2 separate regions of the Pan troglodytes genome follow, and region 2 is linked to region 1. Evidence: chromatin contacts called from public HiChIP or PLAC-seq data. All regions are on one chromosome and are shown on one strand. Each heading gives the region's core, a stretch centred on a gene start, on an enhancer-like site or on the middle of the called end of the contact. The rest is flanking DNA. Distances are from core to core; before and after follow the strand shown. Region 1 holds the start of RPA3 (replication protein A3). Region 2 holds the start of GLCCI1 (glucocorticoid induced 1).

What was found. HiChIP or PLAC-seq counts read pairs in DNA pulled down with a chosen protein or histone mark.
Region 2: an H3K4me3 HiChIP or PLAC-seq map of stem cell-derived excitatory neurons shows a contact between it and region 1, with 6 times the contacts expected there. The contact joins the promoter of GLCCI1 here to the promoter of RPA3 in region 1. A contact is called at or near these places in 1 of 7 Hi-C or Micro-C datasets (stem cell-derived neural progenitor cells) and 1 of 1 datasets of contacts at active chromatin or transcription factors (stem cell-derived excitatory neurons).

What each region holds. Positions count from the first base shown.
Region 1 is chr6:13,509,887-13,514,874 of NHGRI_mPanTro3-v2.0_pri, forward strand. RPA3 (replication protein A3) reads right to left here and starts at 2,074. Exons shown (of 4, transcript XM_009452642.5): 1 at 1,940-2,074; 2 at 694-768. The coding sequence starts at 2,038. It also overlaps a transcript of UMAD1 not described here.
Region 2 is chr6:13,837,379-13,842,366 of NHGRI_mPanTro3-v2.0_pri, forward strand. GLCCI1 (glucocorticoid induced 1) reads left to right here and starts at 2,681. Exons shown (of 8, transcript XM_518970.9): 1 at 2,681-3,684. The coding sequence starts at 3,231. It overlaps LOC104007108 (a long non-coding RNA gene), which reads right to left and starts at 3,792. Exons shown (of 5, transcript XR_010158336.1): 1 at 3,649-3,792.

The DNA.
Region 1 (4,988 bases), core at 824-3,323:
TTTTAAGTATGTTAAACATAAAATGCCAACATAAATAAGTAAAAACTGGAAATATATGAACAAAAATAGAAAATAAAATAAAATTGAAAACTCTTGAGGGGCTGGTCGAGGCAGGAGGATTGCTTGAGACCAAGAGTTCAAGACCAGCCTGAGGAACATAGGGAGATGCCATCTCTACAAAAAACAAAACAAAACAAAACAAAAATTAGCCAGGCATGGTTAAGCATGCCTGTAGTCCCAGCTACTGGGGAGGCTGACATGGGAGCAACTTGATCTTGGGAGGCTAAGGCTGCAGTGCGCCACGATGGTGCCACTGCATTCCACCTGGGGCAACAGAGTGAGACCCTGTCTCAAAACAAAAAAACAAAAACGAAACAAAAAACCTCTTGAGGAAGAAAAAAGCAACGTAAATTTTTCTTATGTGATTTTATGGTCTTTCATAAGGAATGAGAATTGTTATCCAACATTTATGGGATATGTTAAAAAATCATGACGCCCAAAAAATCATTGGTTAAAAATGTAAAAGGAAATATAACGAGAGTATAGTAAAAGAATTAAATTTTACAGCCAGGGATGTTTTACCAGCTCATCCTTTTTAAATCCATTGCAAAAATTAGAAACATCAGCAACAAACCAAATCAAGATGAAGAATTAACTATAATATATAAGAGACTTATTAATACTTAAACATACGGGTTCCATCAACTCGATGGTTCCATTTTTTCCTTCTCCATCTGAAAGAATAAACATTTTTCCGGTGGGATGAATCTAAAAACGAAACATATAATTAAAATCTCACTAAAACAACAACAAAGTTTGACAAAAGATGAGTACATTGATCCTTAGTTGAGCACAAATCAACTGTTTCTTGAACAGTTTATTCATTCAGTTTATTCAACTTATTGGTTCAAATTATAATCTTGTTATCAAATCTGTTCATGGAACACACAGTTAATTCTGAATTTCAGATAAACAAGGATTTTTTTTTGTAGTGTTAAGTAGGTTCTGTATTTGCTAAATATGGCAACCCTATTCTGATAACAAATTAAAGGAAGCCCACCCTAAAAGTGAAATCTGCTGGCACTCATGATTTAGACAGTACATATCCCACGGAGGGTATGTTTTAAAAAACAGGCATGATGAAGTAAAAGGAGAACTGGTTGCTAGAATATCTGGGTCCTACTCCTGGGAAGCAGCTGTAAAGAGCGCTGTCAGATCGCGTTTGAATGCCAGCTTTGCCATTTGCCGAGTTTCTGAGCATTTTAGTCAACCACCTACCACTCCTACTCAGTTTCCCTACTTGGGAAGTCAGAGCAACACTCATTTAAGGAAGAGGATGTGTGGATGAAATGAGCTACTAAATAAGTCTTTATATAATAGTTTTCTTTTCCTCAGCTTTTCAGGTCACTGATTTCAAGACTTTGGGCCTGTTTCTCGCCTGTAGAATGAGAGAACTTCACTTTAATACTGGGGTTAAATAACTCGTTACTACGGGACCCAAAGCGGACAACCAAGGCATGTTTTACAGAGAAGCGATTACAACGAGGAAACGAGGTTTGCAAAAATAAGTAATTTCAGAAGAGAAGGAAACCAGCAGATTAGTTTTGTCTGCGTCCGTCACGTCTGAGTAAACTAAGAAATCTGAAGGTAGATGTGGGAGTGGTGTTTATAATTTCCCTTACGTAAGCACGGCTAGAACGGAGGCGACGGGCACTGGAATTCAGAACTCAGCATTTGAAAACACTGTTTCCGTGCCATAAAAGAGCGCCAAAATGGGGCTACAACGGCTAAAGAATTTCCAAAAAGTTCCTTGTGCAAAATAAAAGAGTCGGGAGCGCAGTGATCGGAGGCTTTCCGTCCTTTTTCATCCCCCGTTATCCAGGCGGGGTCCCTCCCTCCAGCTACGGACTTGGGAGCCCATGACTGCGAACCCGCACACCTTTTCCAGCCTCCCTACGAAGCAGACAGGCTTGTCGATGAACTGAGCTAGCATGCCGGCGTTGATGCGCGACCTGGGCAAGTCCATCATGTCCACCATGATTATGGTCCAAGACTGCGGCTGGCGGGAAACCCACGGACGACTGAAACTGTGCGCCCCGCGGGTGTCTATGGGGCAGATTCCTCGGCACCAATCAGCGAAGACTAGCGCTCCAGCTTCGCCAATTAAATGCGCGGAAACCTAAATCGCAAGGGGTGGAGAAGGGGCTGGATGAGTCCGGAAGTGGAGATTGGCTGCTTAGTGACGCGCGGCGTCCCGGAAGTTGACAGATACAGCGCGAGAGGCAGTGGAGGCGGGACTTGGATAGGGGCGGAACCTGAGACTACCTTTCTGCGATCACAGGATTCCCGGCGGTGACTTGACCCCGGAAGTGGGGTGTGAAGCTCCGGTGCTGGTGCGGCGGGGGACTGCGGCGCCAGCCTCAGGTACCTCGTCTCGCGGGAGGCGCCGCAACCTTACTGTTTCCCCATTCTTCCCGCGAACAGAGTCAAAAGAGCTAGGCGGGAGTCGGCACTAGCTGCTGCCGCGGTGCTGTGGGTGCTGCGTACCAGCTGTTCACTGTTGTCCCGCCTTCCCTCTTCCCAGTTCTGCGTGGGAGGCGCGGGAGTTTTGCTGAATGATACGTGGTGTGGCGTCGGGGTTGTGATACCCGCCCCCTTGGAGATGGGGAGCGGGGTCATCAGTGATCTTGATCACTTTCTTCAGGCTTTTGCCACTTGTTGGCTGAGTGTCGATTTACTCCCTTAGCTGCGTCACTCTACTTTCTCCACTTTCTCCACCTGTAAGAAGAGAGATTGATCCGATTACTTCTAAGACGTTTTTTAGCCCAACCTGGCCACACTGCGGAGGCGCCAGTTCTTTCACCCCGCTAACCCCTCCGTGTTGGCAGCCAATAGAAGCACTTAAGGATGGGTAACGGGGAAGAACCACTGGCCAGTACTAGGGGAGACAAGCTTAAATCGTTGTTAGACCCCGAGCTAGGGTTCCCCGAGCTAGGGTTCTCCCTTCTGAGGCGTGTTTTCCCCATCTGCAAAACGAAGGGTTAGGCGGAATGATTTGCAAGGTCCCAGTTGACTCTGACTTTTGGCCATATGTTTGACTCAACAGTTTAAACCCCCTCAGCAGTCTTTCTGTCGTTGCCCTCCACACTGCGAGACTCTGGAGGGCGATCTGGAGGTCTGGAAGACAACCGATTCCTGGGAGATTTGGGGGTAGTCTCCAATCTGTCCCTGGCTCATCTTGTGACCCGAAGCCGGCGGCCTTGCCAGGAATATTCTAGAATGAGTGCACATAAAAATACCTTCAAACGGTACGGTGGAAATTGGACAGAAGTTTTAATTGGGTATTATAACGTTGTGGAAACTGAGTCTGTGAATTGGCCCAAAGCTACAGAATTGTCATCGTTCAAATTCCCTTAAGCAAAAAAGATCCATTTTGAGACTTCACGTGGCAATTTAAGATTGGAATCTCATGTACGATAATTAAATGATAGTCTCCCTTAGTGTTTCCTTAGCACTTAATAGGTTTGTCTTAGTTTTACTCAGTAACAGTACTTTAAAGGATTTCATTAAACAGATGTAGAATGTGTGTCAGTGGTGTATAAAAAAGTGGTTGTATTGGTGCAAGTCAATAAAGTCTATTTTATATTACAGCTTTAAGTCTTTTGTACTTTAGCATTGTTTTGCAAAGCAAGTTGATGTGCATTATATAGGGGAGAGTACACACATCAATGTCTTTAATAGCATTTTTTTTTTTTTTTTGAGGCAAGATCTCTCTCTCTGTCACCCAGACTGGAGTGCAGTGGCATGCGCATAGCTCACTGCAGCCTTTAACTCGTAGGCTTAAGCGAGCCTCTCACCTCAGCCTGCCAAGTAGCTGGGACTATAAGCACATACCACCACACCCAGCTAATAAAGATTTTTTGTTTGTTTGTTTGTTTTGTTCATATGGGGCCTCGCCATGTTGACCAGGCTTATCTCAAACTCCTGGGCTCAGGCGATCCCTCCCTCCCCCGTCTCCCTCCCAAAGTACTGGAATTACAGGTGTGAGCCTTGGTGCGTACCCTGTAATAGTGATTTTTTTTTTTTAAAGAGCAGTCCTGAGAGTACCAGATGTTAATGTCGTTGTTTACCTGCAGTTAGAAAGACCACTTTTAAGCAAAGGCTTTCTTTTAAAACAGGGAGATGAGCAGGAAGATGATTTAAAACAGCTTTTTCGTGTATTTTTGAGTCACTTAAAATATTATAAAATACATGATGTACAGAAAAAAGTATAGCTAGCCGATTTGCATAGTTTTGAGAGAAATGAAATGAATCCATGGGGCCTGTCATTCAGCTGAAGAAATGGAACTTTACCAGTTACCAGTAAATTTTACCAGTTTGCACTTCCCCAATGAAGCCCTCCTTGCTACAGCCATAAGTAAACACTATCTTGAAATTTGTGTTAAGCTTCCTAAGCTTTTCTACGTGGTTTTATCACACATGCAGGCGTTGCTAAATGGTATGTTGTTTAATATTGCCAGTCTTTGACCTTTATATAAACAGAAACGTATGTATCTTCTGACTTCTTTTGTTTGTTTTTGAGATTCATCTATGTTGACGAATGTACGTAGATCATATTTTTTTTTCTGTTACAGGTAGGCATGAGTGGGACAGTAGTGGGCTCTCCCCCAACCCACTAGAAATGTTGGGGGATGGTTTGGCAATTACCGAATTTGCTTCTCTAAAAATGATAATTCTGCAGCGCCAGGGAGAGGCCATTTCCTGATGGTCCACACCTGTTATCAAAATGTTAATTGAATGTAGACCCGAGGGAGAAACAGCTTCCTGGGCATGCATATTAAGAGACAAAAATGGTAAAGTATGATCTTCCAGGTACACTCCACCGGAAAAAGGAAGCAAGCCTCAGATGGGCGTGCATGTAACTCCCTAAAAACACTTCCCAGGGCTAAGGAGGGCTCTGTGCCTGCCGGCTGCCTATCCTAAGGAAA
Region 2 (4,988 bases), core at 1,431-3,930, 330 kb after region 1:
AGCTTCTATATATCCTTGGAGCTTACTTTATCCTCAATAAGAATAAAATATTATCAAGAACTCAACAAATGGACATTTGAAAGCAGGCACTGAGTTTAATTTATTTTAGGCCACCTTTGATTTGTTTGAAGCCTGTATTCCTTAAATATGAAGATCAGTACTTACTTCGTGAGAATAAAGGTTTAAGAGACAACCAAGGTTTCTATAGCAAAGAGAAATGACTGAGCTTCTAGATTGGTCATAATGACTTACTAGTAACTGAAAATAGTATTTTAAGATCATACTAATTCTCTGTTTCTCTGTGTGAGTTATTTAGATTTGCTTTAGATGTCTAAGTCAGCTGTGGTAGATTTGAACAAACACAGAAAGTCCTTAAAATATGACTAGGTATGTTGTTTTAGATCCAAATTAGGTATTGATCATTGTGATTGTGACCTAGAATAAATTTAGAATTATTGTAACCTAATGTGTTGAAGTTGTTCCATAAATATATTTAGGAGTAGCTAGAGATGACATTTCTATAATGCAACTATGCTGTAATCAAAGCAACAACTCAGAAATTTACCAGCATGTAAAAGAAAAATCTTAACTTTTTTTCTTCTTCTTCTTCTTCTTTTTTTTTTTTTTTTTTTTGAGACAGGGTGTCATTCTGTCACCCAAGCTGGAGTGCAGTGGTGTGATCAAGGCTCACTGCAGCCTTGATCTCCCGGCCTTTTGGGCTCAGGTGATCCTCCCACCTCAGCCTCCCTAACCGCGTCCAGCTAGTATTTTTACATTTTTAGTAGAGATGGGGTTTTGCCATGTTGCCCAGACTGGTTTCAAAATCCTGAGCTCAAGTGATCCGTCTGCCTTGGCCTCCCAAGGAGCTGGGATTACAGGCGTGAGCCACCGCACCTAGCCAGCTTTACATATTTTTAATCTGTCAGATTTTTTGTTCTTGCTATTCTGAAAAAAGTCACTGAAAAGAAATCATTTATCATTCTTTTTACACACAAAATAATGCAGTTTTTAAATTAATGAGATAGGCCATTTATATAATATTTGAAAGAGTAAAGTTTTTATTCATAATTAAAATATATGTTAGTCTGGAAAACAAAAAAAAAGTAGTGGTCTGTCTTCATTTGTAAAATTTCCTTTGAACTGATGGGGACTTATCTCATAGATGAGATTTGTGGGCCATTGTAAATACTCTACAAATTATGTACCCCACAGCTTTGAGCTGCCAGTTACTATAGCAGAGGGCTTCCTCAGACTCTTGAGCCAGTCTGTCTGGGTGAAATTTTTAGCTCCCCATATACTAACTATGTGATCTCAGGCAAGACAGCTTATTTATGCCACAACTGAGACCACAGTAAGGATAACAATAGTATCTACCTTGTGGATTATATGAGGACTGAATGAATTAACACACATAATGTTCTTAGAATAGCGGCTGGCACATGGTGAATAAATGTTAGCTATTATTATAATATGTGGTAAACTGAGGAACTATCACTAGTTTTACTTGGATGAAGTACTGCATGAAATTTTTGTATTTTTATTGAGTTTCATCAATTTTTTTACTGAACCTAGTATGCTTTCTCGTCTGAACACACAAGGAAGAAAAGAAGGATGGCTCCTGTACGTGAAAGTGACCCCTGCATATAGTGCCTGAAATCAGAGGAAGCTTGTCAGTGTGGGCAGACACCACGAGCAGACCAATTTGACATTCTGCTTCTCTTTTAACCTCTTGAAAATTAATGAAAGTTATCCGATGAAGATCCTTACATTAATTGCTCCTGATTAAGGTTTAAAACCTTGGTTTACTGTGGGGTAAATTTATGTTTGTGATAGTCATCCAAAATCTTTGTACCCTTTCAGTTTCATTACAGAATAAAAAACAAATTTACCACAATGGATTATTACATTACATCTGGTATTTATTCCTCCCAAGAAGCTATCTGCTTCGGAAAAGGCAGGGGCGCCCTTCATTAATATATCTAACTGATGGTGTAATGACATAAAATTCCTTGTTGACCCCTGCTATTCAGTGTTATTGTCTTGGAACATAGAATTTGATAATCTCTTTTCACTGCATAACTACAAATGTTAGGCTGTAAAAGTATTTTACTTTGTTCAATCCAGGTTCCAGACATTTCTCCTGATCACCAGAAGTTCTTTTGATTAATAAGGCTACTGGTCACGAAAACTCAGCTTACTAAAATTAGAGGGGAAGAGATCCAGTCTTCTGGTTCTAACTAAAACATCCCACCGGATGCAGGTGTACTTGCAAATTAAATTTTGCCTCCTGTGTCCTCTGTCTCAAGTCATACAGACGGCCCAGGAGGGTGGAGCCCCTGCAACCTGCCTAGCGGGGCGTTTGCGTGTCTGGGGGTGTCGGGACACGCGCAGGACACACACAGTCCCACTTTCCTAGTCTCGCACTTACCTCAAGGCTGTCAACTTTTACGCTCCTCCCTGCGCGCACAGCCCCCACCCCACGCCGCCACCCCTCACGCCCCGCCTTCAAAGTAGGAGGCACCATTGTCATTGGACACTGCTTCGCTCACTCCTACTCCAGAACCAATCACTCGAGTTCTGGTGGGGAGCGCCTAAGCCAATGGAAATGCTCGCTGCGGCAGCTGCCGGGTCCTGGGCGCTGGGAGGCGGTGCCGGGGGCGGGGTGCGGCTGGGGCGAATTAGTTGCCATTCGGAGTGAGGAGTGGGTAGAAGCGGCGGCGGCGGCGTTTGCGGTGGCGCGGACTCCGAGGAGCGCCAGCACCTCGAGGCCCTTTCTCTTTACCCTGGTCCCCAGAAGCAGGGGTCCCGGCCCTCCTTGCAGCTGCCGGGTTCTCCCGTGCGTGCAGCCCCGCGAGGGCTGAGGAGAAGGCTGCGAGCGGCCCTCGGGGCTGCGTGATCCGGGCCGTTGCCCTGTCAGCGCGATGCCTGGAGCGGTGGCGGCGGCGGCTCCGGGCTCCTTGCGGCCCCGGCCGTGACCGCCACACCGAGCCCAGCCGGGCGGTTGCGGCCGTTGGACGTTTGTTTTCGCAGCCTTCCCCTCCCCCCCTCGCCGAGGCGGCGGGGGTGTGCGTTGGGGAGGGGGAGCCCCGAGACTCCTCCCCCACAGCGATACCCCCGCCCCTCCCCCTTACACACTCGCACGCACTATCGCGCCGGCTCCCACACGCTCGCGCGCCTCCCGCCCCGCGCCTCCGTGTCGGCCGGCGGCGTCCAGGGCCCGCAGAGCCACCATGTCCACTGCCTCCTCCTCCTCCTCCTCCAGTTCCTCTCAGACCCCTCATCCCCCGTCGCAGAGGATGAGGCGCAGCGCCGCGGGGTCCCCGCCAGCCGTCGCCGCCGCCGGGAGCGGGAACGGTGCGGGCGGCGGCGGCGTGGGCTGCGCCCCGGCTGCGGGAGCCGGCCGGCTGCTGCAGCCCATCCGCGCCACGGTGCCCTACCAGCTCTTGCGGGGCAGCCAGCACAGTCCCACGCGCCCGCCCGTCGCCGCTGCCGCCGCCTCGCTGGGCAGCCTCCCGGGGCCCGGCGCGGCCCGCGGCCCCAGCCCGTCCAGCCCGACGCCGCCGGCGGCTGCAGCCCCGGCCGACCAGGCGCCGCGGGCCAAGGGCCGCCCGAGACGGTCCCCAGAGAGCCACCGGAGGAGCAGCTCACCTGAGAGACGGAGCCCCGGCTCGCCCGTGTGCAGAGGTAGCGAGCCCAACCCTCCCGTCCTCCCGGGCTGCGTCTCCCCGACGGTGCCCTCCGTGGAAACTTCAGCCTCTTCGGGCTTCTCTTTGCTAGTGCATTATCGAAGGTGTGAAAGTGGCTTTGGGAATCTCACCCCCCTGCGGTCGCTGTGGGGCTTGGAGGAGCGAACTGAAAAGCAACTTTTATTTGACCCTCATGCCGCCCCTCAGATTCTCTCTTCCATCACTCGCCTGCTTCGAGAGGTTTTTCAGTTTAAGAGCTGGCTAGCTCATTCGTGTGTTTGCTGTTTGTAGCCGGGGAAGGAGAAGCTGGGCGAAACACTTAACACGCACACAAACTCTTCAGCAGCGGATAAGGTGGTGGTTGTAATCTCTACAGTCTCTTTGTGCTTTTCTGCAAAGTTCCTAACGTGCCTGTAACTACCGGGATAATTTTTTATTTTTTAGAGGGTTGGTGGCATTAGTTTCGATGTAAGGATATCGGCTGGATGTAATGAGATCTGCGAGAGGGGACAGTTTTGAATGTACAATTGAAGTGTATACGGTTTTTTCCCTCAGTCCTCCCTCTCTCCCTCTCCCCCACCCCCCCGCCACCCCGCCTCTCTCTCTCCCTCTCTTTCTCCCCCTCCCCTTTATATATTCATGCATCAGAGCACTCCTGCACTGTTTGTGCTCTACCGGAGATTTTCATGGTAAATTTCTGAAAACTTATTTGTGGAACGTGTTCGTTTTTTTCCTTCCATTTTTAAGTACACTTAACAGTTCAGTTGAGCTGTTCGAGGATCTCAAGTTTCTTTTTTTGTTAGGTGTCAAAGGTAATGGTGAGCTGGTGGATGCTGTGGGTTTCCCTTAGTGTTTTCTGTTTTGCTTTGGTTTTGTTTATGTCTAGGGACACAGTGCATGATTTAGTTGAGCCCTGGGGGAGAAAAGGAAGATTAGCCAAAACAGGGACTTAAAGCTCATAAGGGAGAGTGGAATAGCTAATATTGTTAGATACCAAACTAGAGCTACAGATGCTGCTGCTGCATTGTGGAGGGAACAGATCATACTGGGTGGAAAAATCTCTGCTTGGAAGGGAAACACTGTCAAAGTCTGTACATTGTTTATGTGGTATGTGGATTTTTTTTTTAGTGGAGTTTTCTTGATGAAGGTGTTAGAGTTGGAGAAAGTGGCTGTCTGCATTATGATACATTGCAGTCTTGGTGTTTTTGTTTTAATATTTCAGACCCGTAATTAGCATGTTGCTAACGCACTTGTTTTCTGACCACTTGATGGTGAACCAGTGTAGGATGTAGTGCAGTGGGA